Regions from separate parts of the Danio rerio genome. Here region 2 is linked to region 1. The links are chromatin contacts, called in public Hi-C maps. All regions are on one chromosome and are shown on one strand. The core of a region is the stretch at or near the end of the contact, and the rest is flanking DNA. Distances in the headings are between cores, read along the strand shown. Region 1 overlaps dchs1a (dachsous cadherin-related 1a). Region 2 overlaps dchs1a (dachsous cadherin-related 1a).

What was found. Hi-C and Micro-C count contacts between places; a contact is called where the count stands out from the background.
Region 2: a contact with region 1 is called in a Hi-C map of embryo, with 1.6 times the contacts expected there. The contact joins two enhancer-like sites. A contact is called at or near these places in 2 of 18 Hi-C or Micro-C datasets (caudal fin and embryo).

What each region holds. Positions count from the first base shown.
Region 1 is chr15:34,618,000-34,625,151 of GRCz12tu, reverse strand. dchs1a (dachsous cadherin-related 1a) reads right to left here. Exons shown (of 21, transcript XM_002664651.7): 2 at 1-450. The coding sequence starts at 429. Among named protein-coding and RNA genes, the nearest start is that of dchs1a, 14 kb to the right of the region's middle. Within about 2 kb of position 3,836, at least 19 of the 62 cell types and tissues checked have an H3K27ac peak or open chromatin away from gene starts, as enhancers often do.
Region 2 is chr15:34,654,115-34,661,266 of GRCz12tu, reverse strand. All of the region lies in intron 2 of dchs1a (dachsous cadherin-related 1a), which reads right to left. Among named protein-coding and RNA genes, the nearest start is that of dchs1a, 50 kb to the right of the region's middle. Within about 2 kb of position 2,711, at least 8 of the 62 cell types and tissues checked have an H3K27ac peak or open chromatin away from gene starts, as enhancers often do.

The DNA.
Region 1 (7,152 bases), core at 2,587-5,086:
TCTTTTCCTAGGGAACACTGGTGCATGGTCGTTGATGTCATTGACTAAGATTGTGACTTCTACTGTTATACCGGTCATGGTGACTGCTATGAAGCTGTAACGGTCCCGCACTTCCCGATCCAAGACCCTTGCTGTTTTGATGATCCCCGTACTCTCGTCAATGTCCAGATCGGTGCTGACACCTGTACCTTGATGATCTGAGATGAAATAGTGGGATGCAGTCATGTCAGGTGGGAGACCAGCACTGATATCTCCTACAACAGTTCCTGCTGGCTGTTCTTCATCTAGTTGAAGCTGCAATGTTCCTGGCACCATGGATGAATGGATGGTTATTAGTTGTGGCACCACATAAAGGATTACCAGTATCCACCACTTCAAAGTCCTGATTTGACGCAATGGATCCATTATCGTCCTTCCTTTACTCTTCATTGAAATTTCTTCTCACAAAACCTGACAAAAGAAATGGAAAAGGACATTAGTTCAAGAAATAAGCAGAAGTGAATTAGCAGAAAGCCGTCCAACATGATCCAAAATCTTAAAAAGTATGTATTACACAAAAAGATGGATTACACAAGCAGGCTCGGTTACAGTTATGACAAGAATGCTTAAGTGGATTTCCACATGTTGCATGGGATCTCTTTTAATAATGCTGCAGCACACCATGTGCACACGTTGTTCCTGCATTTTACTGTCAGCTAATAAGTCAAGACATTATTGCTACAGCTTAAGCGAGAAGCTTCTCTGTACTAAAATTGAAAGAAATCACAAGGCAGTCAGAAATGTCTAGAAAAGTATCTTATTGGAACTGTTTTCACTACAGTTTGAGTCTTTTGATTAACATATCCTTCAAATTTAGTCGATTTTTCATTATGTCATATTTATTATTTTAGTCAATTATGGCATATTTTTGGCATGCTTGTTATGAGATATTCAAGCCTGAAAATCTCATTGAAATGTTCCCTCAACTCTCATTTTTTTTGGGGTGTAAACTTCAGGAATGTCCTCCCACAGCAAAATATCAGTGCACTGGTGGATAGGAGCCTAAAATAGAGACTGCGGCTGACATGACCCCCCTTTTTTGTAAAACTATTCAACTGCAGTCTATATTGATGCAAAAGTAAGCCAAAAGGACCCTTTTAAAGCCAGCGGAGTGCTACCCCTGTCGTATATTAATGCCAACACTAATGTACAAAACGAAGCTAGAAAAACGCTGGTGGGCCAATTCTAATATATTAAAACCACAAAGGTCTCCTTTGAGTGTTCCTCTAGCTCCTTTTTTAAAATTAGCAATTCCTCATCCATAAAATTGTAGCTTGTGGACATGCAAACTTTGACGACCTTATTATTGAAATTATGAAACAAAATCTTTTATAGATGATTCCTGGATTAGGCCCTTTCTGGTTTCAAATGAATTATAAACATTCTGTAAGACAGGAGCTTAAATATTTATGTATGCTTGTTAGAAGAGCTTGACTCATCCAGCCCAGCTATTCAAGTATGAAAAATCGGCAAAGCAGAAAGGGGATGAAAGATTGAAAGTTATGAGAGAGCTTATTATCCGAGGAATAATGAATTGCGTGGTTTTCTGGTTCTCTTTGTGGTATAAAAGCACTACAGGAAAATTGCACTCACATAAAAAGAGACAAGTGAACCCCGCATTTGATTCTACCTTTGACTAAGTCTCTTTAAACTACATTGTAAATCAGGATTGACTCTTATTTATAGAACATTTAGCTAAAATAGAGTAAGGTTGCAAGAAAAATTAGGTACACCCTAGTTTGGAAAGTCAAGGTTTTAAAACCGCTGAAATTTTCTGCTATACCGTTCCTACAGTATTTGTTAGTTTTTTTATGACCACAGTATCTCCAGCAGAAAAGATATCCAACGATGCCGTTTTAAATAGTAAAGAAAACAGTGTTTTTTTAAACAAATGAAACAGCAAAAGTCAATGATTCATTTTTAGAGTTGGGCGAGTTACTGTATTCTAATTAAATTTTAAGGGACGCAGTAATGTAACGAATTACATTTTCATTTGTGTAATTTGATTACTGTTACAAAAATTAATGTAATAGCGTTACTTATACAAATAGAGGTTTAGAAGAAAAAACGCTTTTAAAATCACATTTTCTGCTGCAACTTCAGTTAATAAGTGTAAATAAACATTTGCCTTTAAATTGCTGGACAACGCAAGAAAATAGCTTCTGTCAAATGGTTGATTCTTCAAGTGGAAATACAGACTTTATTTTGATTTCACTGAGCAGAAAAATAAAAACATTGCTGTGAAATGCAGTCTACTGTATGTCCAGTCTCTAAAGAACTTACGACTGCTTTTAACTTGACCAGCTACTTGTTTAAGCTCTTGAACAGAAATTATTCTAAGACAATACTCGTCACAAAGGAGGACACCCGCGGCCAAAAACATAGTGGCCCAACTCAGCCTAAACAGGCTCATTTGGATTTTTGTGCAGGATTGGGAGTGAAGGTATCTTCTGAATATAGCATAGCTGCTTATGGGGCCGTTTACATATGTTGTCTTGTGAGCCCACGCATATTGGGAGCGCATATTGCGCATGCTTGCATTTCCAAGGTGCATCCAGTTGAAAATCACGAGTCACATGACAAGAACTGACCAATTAATTTCATGCTTTGTATAGAATATACACATTTCAGTAGACTAATTACATTAGACAAACACAGAACACCCAAACACTGCAGTGCTTTGGCATACTATGGATGTCAATAGTCACGAGTATTTTCTTCTAAATTTCTTTTTTTATGATAAAAACAAAAAACAAATAGGTTTGGAACAAGTGAATGATGAGAGAATTTTAAGTTTTGGGTGAACTCTTTAATATGTCAAGCTGCTGTGATCCACCCATTGTAATGTTTTTCAGTGAATAATAAATTGCTAAAAGAGTTGTGGTTTAATTAGCATTTTTATAGGTATATTTTAAATGTTTTAAAAGTAACTTCAAAGTATAGTAATTAGTAATTTGACTACTTTTTACATGAAGCAATTAGTAATGTAATCAGATTACAATTTTCCATTAGTAATCAATAATTTGTAATCTATTACTATAAAAAGTAACTTACGTCGGCGCATTAGCCTAGTGGTTAGCGCGCCGACATATGGTGCAATAGCACGTCAGGGCGTCGCAAGTTAGAATCGCGGCTCGACGACATTTCCCTACCCTACCCCCTGTCTCTCTCTCCCACTTCGCTTCCTGTCTAAAATATGTCCTATCTAATAATAAAGGAAAAAAGGCCAAAAATAAATCAAAAAAAAAAATTTGAATTATTTAGCCTGACATGTTTACTGTTACAAAATATTTTAAGTTTCTCAAAATTAGATATATTGTGTTCAAAGTGAAAAAAATCTTTCGTTTTTTACCCAGACATTTAAAAAGAATATATATTTAGAGCAGTAATCACAATACCGTGAAACTGTGATATTTTTATCCAAGGTTATCATACTATCAGAATCTTATACCGGCCCATGCCTAGTTGTCATATCTGCACATTCTTAAACTTTTAGGACAATTTAAGACTCAACCAAAGCCTAAATACAAAATGAAGCAGTTTAAAGATGAGCCTGTCAATGACTGCATTGCCATGAAAAGCCACAAAATCAGTTTCAGGCCAAGGGAAACAATCTTGTCATTCTCAATCACTGAGAAAGGAGAATTATTTCACAATAAAAATTCTTTATATCGACCGCAAGTTTTCAGATGTTTTTGTTGAAGTAAATAAAAACAGAATCACAGGAAATACTTTTGCTCTGTCATACTGCAGGGACCAGAGAAGCTCCCTCCAGTGGTGAACTTTAGCAACTCCCTTTACAAAATTCAAAAGTTATGTCCTTTCAATTTCTACCCCAAAGGGCATTTGTTTCAAGTAGGTAAGTACGTCTCAACGTGTGCACAGGTTTAACTCGATTAACTCCAGAATGACTGGCGGTGTTGGATGTGGCACGCAGCTGCACATGTGGTTAATTTAAAATGTGTGTGATGATGCAGGTGTCCATATAAAAGTGTGCATAAGCACCAGTGTATGTGAGTCAGATCTGTGCGTGCTGTGCGCCTCATTGCGGTAGTCTGTCAAGTCTGTGGTAGTGACATTGTGTGTGTGTGTGTGTGTGTGTGTGTGTGTGTGCGTGTGTGTGTGTGTGTGTGTGTGTGTGTGTGTGTGCCTGAGCGAGGGAGCAGACCAGGAGGGCTCCACACAGTCTGCCCTGCACCCTCTCTGGCTTTGCTGCATTGTAATTGGGGTCTGCTGGAAGCCTGCCCTGTGCATATGGGAATCCAAAGCTAATTTCAGTCTGTCAGCATCACAGGGACTGAGAAACACACACACACAAGGAGTACTCTCTTATGTTTAAGAAAGTACAGGCACACACACCCACACAATACCTCCAATGTAGATTACTATATGTGCACCAAACACTTCTCCAAAGTAAAGCCTCTAAATACATAATGAATGTAAGTGTAAGCATACAGTTGCAGCCAGAATTATTAGCCCCCCTTTTAATTTTCCTTTATTTTGTAAATATTTCCCAAATTATGTTTAACAGAGCAAGGAAATTTGCACAGTATGTCTGATAATATTTTTTCTTCTGGAGAAAGTCTTATTTGTTTTATTTCAGCTAAAATAAAGGCAGTTTTTATTTTTTAAAGCCATTTTAAGGTTAAAATTATTAGTCCCTTTAGGCTACATTTTTCAATAGTCTACAGAACAAACCATCGTTATACAATAACTTGCCTAATTACCCTATCCTGCCTAGTTAACCTTATAAAGCCTTTAAATGTTACTTTAGGCTGTATAGAAGTGTCTTGAAAAATATCTAGTAAAATATTATTTACTGTCATCATGGCAAAAACTAAATAAATCAGTTATTAGAAATTAGTTATTAAAACTATTATGTTTAGAAAAGTGTTGAAGAAATCTCTCTGTTAAACTGAAATTGGGGAAAAAATAAACAGAGGGCCTAATAATTCTGACTTCAACTGTATGTGTGTATATGTCTATGTATTTGTGTTTGTGTATGTATACATCTATGGAAAAAAAATTACAAGTCTACTTACATTTTCTTAGATTTCCTAGGCACGTTTTTTTTTTTTTTTTTTAATGTTAATGTTTGAATTATTCTATAAAGGTCTGATTGCGTTTCTTCCATGTTTCAAAAAAAAAAAAAAAAAATATATATATATATATATATATATATATATATATATATATATATATATATATAGATAGATAGATAGATAGATATATAATTTAGAGCTTTTTTTTACAAGAAAAATGACAGTTGGTCAAAATAACAAATGTGTTCATGTGTAAAAAACAAAACAAAAACATGGTTATTCTACCAAATATTGATTTTCCAATTCTTCTAATATTAAATTATTAGCAATGTGTTGTCTAAAAATAAATATAAGCATGTCTGAAACAACATATATTTTTGTTATTTTAATTATGTTTCAATGTCAACAGTAATTTTACATAATAAATCAAAATATACTCAAACAATAATTGGACATCACACTCCAACAAAATATTAATTACAAATTCAAAGAAACAGGACATCATCCATATACATATACACTACCTGACAAAAGTCTTGTCGCCTATTCAAGTTTTAGGAATCACAAATAATAACTTGACTTCTAGTTGATCATTTGGTATCAGAAGTGGCTTATATGAAAGGCAAAGGCCTCTAGATTATGTTTAATTTACCAAAATAAAACATAACCATGCCTTGATTTTTAATTATTTAATTAGGACAGTAAGGTCTCACTTTGCTTAGACAAAGTCTTTTCACTTAACAGAAATAGTGTGCAGTATAGAATATAAAGTCATGGTGCAGTGGGAAAAGAATTAATATTGTGAATAACTCCCGTAAGCTTGGACGACTGCATCCATACATCTCTGCAACGACTCAAATAACTAGAGAAAGTAGAAGAAAACAGTCTTGCAGGACTTCCAGAGTTCATCACGATTCTTTGGTTTTATCTTCAATGCCTCCTCTATCTTACCCCAGACATGCTCAATAATGTTCATGTCTGGTGACTGGGATGGTCTATCCTGGAGCACATTGACCTTCTCTGCTTTTAGGAACTTTTATGTGGAGGCTGAAGTATAAGGAGGAGTGCTATCTTGCTGAGGAATTTGCCATCTCCTGTGGTTTGTAATGTAGATTCCTCAGGCTGTTAATGTTGTCATCCACTCTGTAGATCTGTTGCATGCCCCTATACAGTATGTAACCCCAAACCATGATTTTTCCTTACCATCTTGACTGATTTCTGTAAGAATCTTGCATCCATGCGGGTTCCAGTAGGTCTTCTGCAGTATTTGTGATGATTGGGATGCAGCTCAACATATGAATTATGAGTTAAATCTACCTTCTGCCACTTTTCCAAATGATCAACTAAAAGTCAAGTTATTATTTGTTGCTCTTACAACTAGGATCGATGACAAAACATTTGTCAGGTAAATAATATGATAAATTAATATGAAAAATAATATGAAAAAATCTAAAATTTTTGTTTGCAGTCAAATGTTTTACTCTAAAACGTTAGTTTAAATGTAAGCATTCATTTTAAGTTTTAGAATGACATTTTTTACTGGAAACAAAAAAAAAAACGTATAATTCGTTCTCCAGACATTAAGGCAATGTCCCAGACGTTGTCAAAATCTCAAAGCAAGTTCCACAGATGTGTACAACGGGCACTGCCACTTCTTTTAATGGCTGGAGCAGACCTCCACAGTGCTGGACATGTACCATGGCAAACGAACCTAGACAACTGCTATTCTGTCCAAGATATGTTTCTTATTCTTGAATTTAATGCCTTGTTAAACTACATGGCATGAAGAGAAGTACTCTTGGATTGCAACTGAATATAGGTTGTAACTGCACCACAAAAATCATATGATGGAGTTCATAGCGATCAAATCAGGTCAGGACATTGGCCGTACGTCTCTTACTAGTCTGCTAATTTAGAGTTATTTCACTGTTTATGACTTTCCATCTTTGGGCAGCTTTCCAGTGCTTTGAGTCCTGTGTTTAACCCCGACCATTTAATGCGACAAAGGTGGTTTAATTATAGAAAATGGCCTATTTAAAGAAAAAACAGGCCCATTCTGTCCCTTCACAAA
Region 2 (7,152 bases), core at 1,462-3,961, 37 kb before region 1:
TGCGCTATAGGTGAATTGGGTAAACTAAATTGGCCGTAGTGTATGTGTGTGAATGAATGTGTATGGATGTTTCCCAGTACTGGGTTACAGCTGAAAGGGAATCGACTGAACAAATATTGCATGAATATAACATATAATTACATTTTGCATATAATTACGATTTCCAATATATACTTTATATTAGTACATGTAGTAATAATAATAATAATAATAATAATAATGTGTATTATGTAATAGAGGTATTTTGGTATAATGATGACTTTTATATAACATTTTTGACACATTTTGCAAAATTAGCATATCTCTCAGATTTTTTTAAAAGTGTGCTTATCCATTGTGAATTACTCAACAGTCCGTATTGCACTAGTAGACCATGCCAGGAAACACAAGAACTAATCTTCTACATGGCAACAGTTTGTCTGTATCAAAGGTAGATTGTAATTTATTAGCTATTAAGTGCTGTAAATATTTAAGAACATCTCTGATTACAATCATTAACACTTTCTCTGAGCAAATTAAACAGATGGTCTGTTTGAGGATCTCTGCAGTACTTCTAAAAGTAAAAAGAAAGCAAATCCATGAGTAGATGTTTAATGGATTGTTTTGGAGACTTTTCTGTCTGCATTGGACAAGGGAGCTCAACTCTACTGGGGGAAATTCATCGGGGTTTTGGGCTCGTATTCAAGTCCTTGACAAACAAAAGGTGACATATAATCAAATCACCTACGCTTAACCGGCGTCCCTCCAGGGAGAAAATCTGAAAATTAATTAAAGGATGGATTGTGAGGTGTTTCTAATGGCCGACAGCTCTAGATGGTTGATTGACACTTTAGTCGAGTGATATTCATGCCAAAAGTTCTCCCCGTTTGTGTATTTTGGACAATCTTTTGACAATGTTCACTTGTGGACCCAAAGCCAAATCCTGCAGATTTTCAACCAAGCTTCTTACAAGTAAAGAGCAAAACTCAATGCAAGCTAATGCTATGCTGGAAAACAAAGACTTCTTACATCTCAACATTAAAACCAGTGCTAGTATTTGCTGTGGTTTCTATCAAGAAGCATGAAATTACTGGAACATAAAAATCCATGAAGTGGACACGGAAAAATATGGTTTTGGTTTGGTTTTGGATAATTTGTACCAAAAAGTTGCAATTTTAGTTCCTTTAAAAACATTATGTGGTCATGTACATCTTTGTTCATCTTGAACAGGAATGTGAGTGTGCACATCCTTATTCTTATTTTTTATATAAGTTTATTTTAAAATATTAATGCATTTACTTTTTATATTAACAAAATAAAATATTTAATTGCATTTAACATTTTATATGTACTATTTAATAAAAATACTTTCGAGAAAAAAACATTTAAAAAAACAAAAAAAACATTGAGTCATATCTTTTTTTAATTCCAAGTATAAAACAAACAGAAACTATACTGATTTCAATATAAATGTTATAATTATAAATGTTTATTTAAATACTCATAATAATTAATTTAATATGCCTCAAATGCATTTAGCACCAACACAAATATAATAATAATAATAATAATAATAATTATTATTATTATTATTATTATTATTATAATAATAATTTTTACATTTATATAGCGCTTTTCTAAACACTCAAAGCACATTATTAGGGGGAAGCTCCTCATCCACCACCAGTGTGCAGCATCCGCCTGGATGACACGACGGCAGCCATATTATGCCAAACCGAATGCCACACACCAGCTGATTGGTAGAAAGGAGACTAGGTGATGAAGTCAGTTATGATAAAGGGATGACCAGTGGGCAAATTTTGGCCAGGATCCCAGAGATAAACCCCTACTCTTATTTGAAGGACATCCTGGGATTTTTGACAACCACAGAGAGTCAGGACCTCAGTCTAACGTCTCATCCAAAAGTCAGCAATTACTGAGCAGTATAGAGCTTATCAATATACTGGGGCGGTAGGACCCAACAGACCACAGGTTGATCGCCCCCTGCTGGTCTCACTAACACCAGTATAGCAGCAATCTAGCTTTCTTAAGTGGTCTGCCATCCAGGTCCTAACCGGGCGCAGTTAGCTTTAGTGGGCGACCATGTGAATAGCAGAGAGCTCGGTTTGCCAACAAATATGTGCAAACATTGTGCATGTTTTGCATGTTCAATGTGAATTTATTTAATTGATTATACTAGTCGCTTTGACCAAAAAGCTGTAGTGCATTTTAGATTATAAAAGAGCATGACTTATTTGAAATATATTTACATTTAAAACTTTTCTTAAAATCATGCACACTCATTATCAAAGTGTACTCCAATCACTGCATGCATTAACAGCATTTTTAATAAAAATGATGAATGTTTTTAATCATATTATGAATAAATTAATAGATTTGATCAAAAAGTCTTTGATCCATCAACAAGCCTTCAGCCATCCGTGTATGCGGACGCAATGGAGACTACATTATTTATATGTGAGATTAGTCTCTTCCAAAAGTGTCGTCTGCTCCGATAGCGCCTCATTTCTTCCCCCATGTCTGGTGGAAAGCGGATAATAAATTTAATCTAATCACGCTGGCACCTCATCAGACCACCCAGATCCCTTATCAAGACCCCGGGAGAGGCAGATCCGCCAAGACAAGGAAGTCGCCTCAAATGTACACAAAGCAGAAACAAAGAAAAAGAAGCCGATGAGGAAGAAAAAGAGGAGGGGGGAGGGGGATGAGTCTGCCGGTGTGTCCTTTGAGTTTGGCTTTCGATGACCCGTATCTTCATGCTGGCCACTGTCGGCCAGGCATACATCACACACACTGGATAAACACACAGCAGGCTAAACCCTTAACACCCGACAAGTGCATGTGCTCTTAAACAGATCATTGATTTTCTGTAGAATAAACTCACTCACTTGGAGACATAATCCAGTAATAGCTGAGCAGCCTTTGATGAGTGCATTGAATTAGACACAATGATGAACTCTTCACTGAGTGATGGTCTGGTTTCTTAACCAATAAAGAGTTTGGAGGTGATAGTGGCCATAGAGAAGCATAATTGCAGGAATGGCATCGCAAGGCACTGTCAGATTAAAATAATTTCTTCACCCTACAGTCGTCCAGTTTTTTTTTTTTTTAACTCAAATGGTTAGCAGCAATCGGTTTCCTCAAACAGTTTGAGTTGACTTTACTTATTGGGTTTTACAGTACTCAGTTGGTTTGAGTTCTCTTCATTTATTGGGTTTTATTGCTTCATTTACTCAAATGGATTAAGTTCACTGTACTCATAGGCATTAGTTTTTAAACTTAAATTATTTGTTGCAATCGGTTTCCTCAAATGTTGAGTTACCTTAACTTTTTGGGTTTTACAGTGCACAGTTTCGGTTTAGACAAACTTTTTGAACCATGTATACCTTTGTTTATGCATTAATCATTTCTTGCACGTGTGATAAACGTATAATGGCACTGTCTTCTGCCTGATTAAAATAGGCATGCTCATCTATAAATCTGACACACCCTAGAGCAGTGGCTTTGTAGCGTTGCCAGAAGCACTGAGCATAGATTTGATTTTGTAGTGGAAACGCACCATAAGAGCTATGTGATATGACATGATGCATAAATGTGCCTTAAACGCATATATTCTGCAGTTTACATGTGTTTGTTGCTTCATTAAAAAATGAAGAGTTCAGATGCAAAAACCTCCACATGCCGTCTGAAAATTTCCTCTGAAATCAGCATTTTTATCAGGCTCCTGTGTGTATGTTCAATAACATCATATTTTTTAGCAAAAAATAAATTCCTTTACTAATCTTTGAAGTAAAATATCTTAACAAAAACAAAGGAGGCTGAGAAAAATTATAATTTTCGATGGAAATTTCAGACAGCACTTTTAGGTTTTTGCATCTGAACTCTTCAAATATACATGGCAAATTTCACAATATACATGTTAAACTAACAAACAATACACTTAAGTAAACCTTGTGCATCATTGGGGGAGCAGAATAAAGTTTATGAAACATTAAAAATGTCTTTACATTCACTGCTTATCAATATAATGCAACGCTGCATGATTTTTTGCTTATTTTTTTCACCTAAACATCAACATAAAGAAAAACACATTAGAAGGCTAAAAAGACATTAAATAAAAACTAAATGCCTCCATGAGACCAAAGCAGTGGTAGCAGTGTGATGGCAGTACTGCCATAAAAAAAAAAGTTGGAAGAAAAAAACAAAAACTGCCTGTAGTCTTTCTCTTGGCAATCAATACTGAAGCCCATTTCCTGAGGTGACTATTGCTCATCACAATGAGTTGTTTAAAAACACCTCCACCTTTCTATCTGGCCCTCCATCAATCAATATTGCTCTGGTCTTTTCAGAGAATTCGTCACCACATGGCCATCACTCTCCTTCCCGCTCTTTGTTCTGTTCGCTCATATTTTCCGGACTTGTCCCGATCCATTTTTCTCTTTGTTCTCTTTGCCTTCAGCAGCCACTCCGCAAACTACCGGTGCCAGAGACGGGTGTGTGCTTGTGTGCCTGTGCGAATGATGAATTGATTCAAGCCATTTCATCGATGGCAAACCAGATTAATGGTGCTATTTAAAGCCCTTACTTGTGTTAAAATCCACTGCGAGACACCAGCGAAAACACTCATGAGCTTCTCTTTTTAACCCACGTCATTAGGCTCAGGTTCAAACAACCCACAGCAGCACCTCTCACTCAATCATAAACCTTTTCGGCATCAGCCAATGGTCATTTTTCCTCTAGATGTTGTAAGTGTGGTTTCTTGAGATGACGTGTTGACAGAGCTTTAATTAAGAATGGAATAAAATCGAAACTTGTTTAAAAAAAAATAGGCTTGAATGTTTATGTGCGTGCAAATTAGCAAGCCTTTTTAAATGTTGTTCGCAATGATCCGGACATTTGAATTGCCATCCAAGGTTCATATTTTCCTTCTCGATAATGAAAGGAAGCATGCATGGACTTTTTGGATGCTACTTGGATAAGGAATAAATGAGAAATAAATGCCGCTGTAATGGATCCTGCAGGATACTGAACTCAGCAAGCTGGGAAAGAAAGAGAAAGCCAGAAAAAGAGGTCATAAATACTCACATTTGACTAAGCGTAGATGATAGTTAGGAGTGTTAGAGTTGATAGCCAGTGACACAAGCAGTGATTTATGCCATGCTGACTTATAAAATAGAAAACTGGTCCCTTAAACGAAACCTTCAAGCCCCAGTGCACTGCAATGCATTGTGTTGTGTTCAGTGTAATTCATAAGTACATAAGTAGGCCTTATTACATAAGTCACAGATCTGCATTTTAAATTGATATTTTCACCCAAAAATATATTTTTTTATTATTAATTAATTACTCACCCATGTTGTTCCAAGCCCCTAAAAATACTGTTAATCAGCATAAATTAAAATATTTTAGATGAAATCCAAGAGCTCCCTCATCCTCCATAGACAACAACAATCCCAACTGATTCAAAGTTCAGATAAAGTGGGAAAAATAAGTATTGAACACGTCAATATTTTTCTCAGATACCATATTTCTAAAGGTACTGTTGACTTGAAATTTTCCCCAGATGTTGGTAACAACCATATATCAAATCTATATACGCAATCTATATAACAAATCCTTATATGCAAAGAAAACAAATGTGATTAGTTCAAATTTAGTTATTCATGATAAAATGAAATTACGCAGGAAAAACATATTGAACACATGAAGAAAGGGAGCTGTAGAAAGGCAGTGAAAGCCAAGACAGCATCTGAAAACTCTTAGTAGTTCTTCAGCAACCCTCTATCCTTCATCAGTGTAAATTAACATTAGCTGCTTCAGTCGAACATCTACATTACTAGAATAATCAAAATTAGTGATGTCCAGATCCTATCAAGTGATCATAAATCAGGCCCGATCTTGCTGTTTCAGACTCGATCAGAATCAGACGTTACCTCCCGATCAGGACTCAAAAAAAAATATTCCATGTCAACAGCTGCTTTAGAAATATTATTCCCAGGAAAAAACATGACGTGTTGAATACTTATTTCCCCTCTGTAAATACAAAAACAAATATCCTTAAAACAGACCATGTGTCTAAAGTGGTTCAATCAGAATATTATGAAAAATTATGAGAATACTTTTGTGCGATCATAAAAAAAAACGACTTTATTCAACAGTAGCTTTTTCTCAGTGTCAGTATATTTTACATGTTCATGAGCAATGTGCAGTGATGTATACACTGGATGCCCTTGTGTGACTTTCTATGTTTAAATCAAGCACAGGTGCACACCAGCAGTGTGACAGAATGCGACATGAACACGTGTGAACACATGCCCTATACTGACACAGATGTGAAGAAACTGTTGAATAAAGTAGATATTTTTGTTGACCTTTGCTGTCTATGGAGAATAAGGGAGCTCTCAGATCTGTAAATTTATCAATCTGTAGACAAACGAAGGTCTCAGAGGTTTAAAAAAACATGAGTGTGAGTAATTTATAAAAGAATTTTGATTTTTAGTCGAACTAACCCTTTAAATATTTAGTTACTATGAAATGTCTTGTTCAAAATAAGTAAAGACATTTAATAATCCTAAAATGTCTCTAAAACCAGTCAATAGACCACCATGACTGGCTAAGAGACTATTAAAACTAGCAAGGCAGCTTAAGCTTGTTAAAGAAGGATTAACACTGCCTTCACATTCGGTTGTAATTATTAGTAATTATGAGTTTGTTGTGTACAAGCGCTTTGCTGTTAGATATAAGCAGGACATGAGAACATCAGGTTTTTCTTTTATATTTCTCAGGGAAACTGTATTAAAGTCTGAATGTATGAGACATTCAACCAATATCTTCACAAAAGAAAGACAGAAAAATTAAGCATATAATTGACTAGCAAACATAACATTTACTATCACTTTTGCATAGCTTCACCTCATTATCGAGACATTGTTAACAATTATGAAGTTATATTAACACTATACAGTACATACATGTGACTGTAACAGCAAGAGTAAGTAAAATAAATGGTGTGTAAATAACTAATCCAATTTAACAGTCACTACAAAAATAGTTAACTCCTCCGGCCATGTTTAAAGTTTATGGCCCACACAAACTCGGAAACCCAGGTATCAAAATTACCTCAGAGTTTTCCGGCCATTAATACGACTTGTG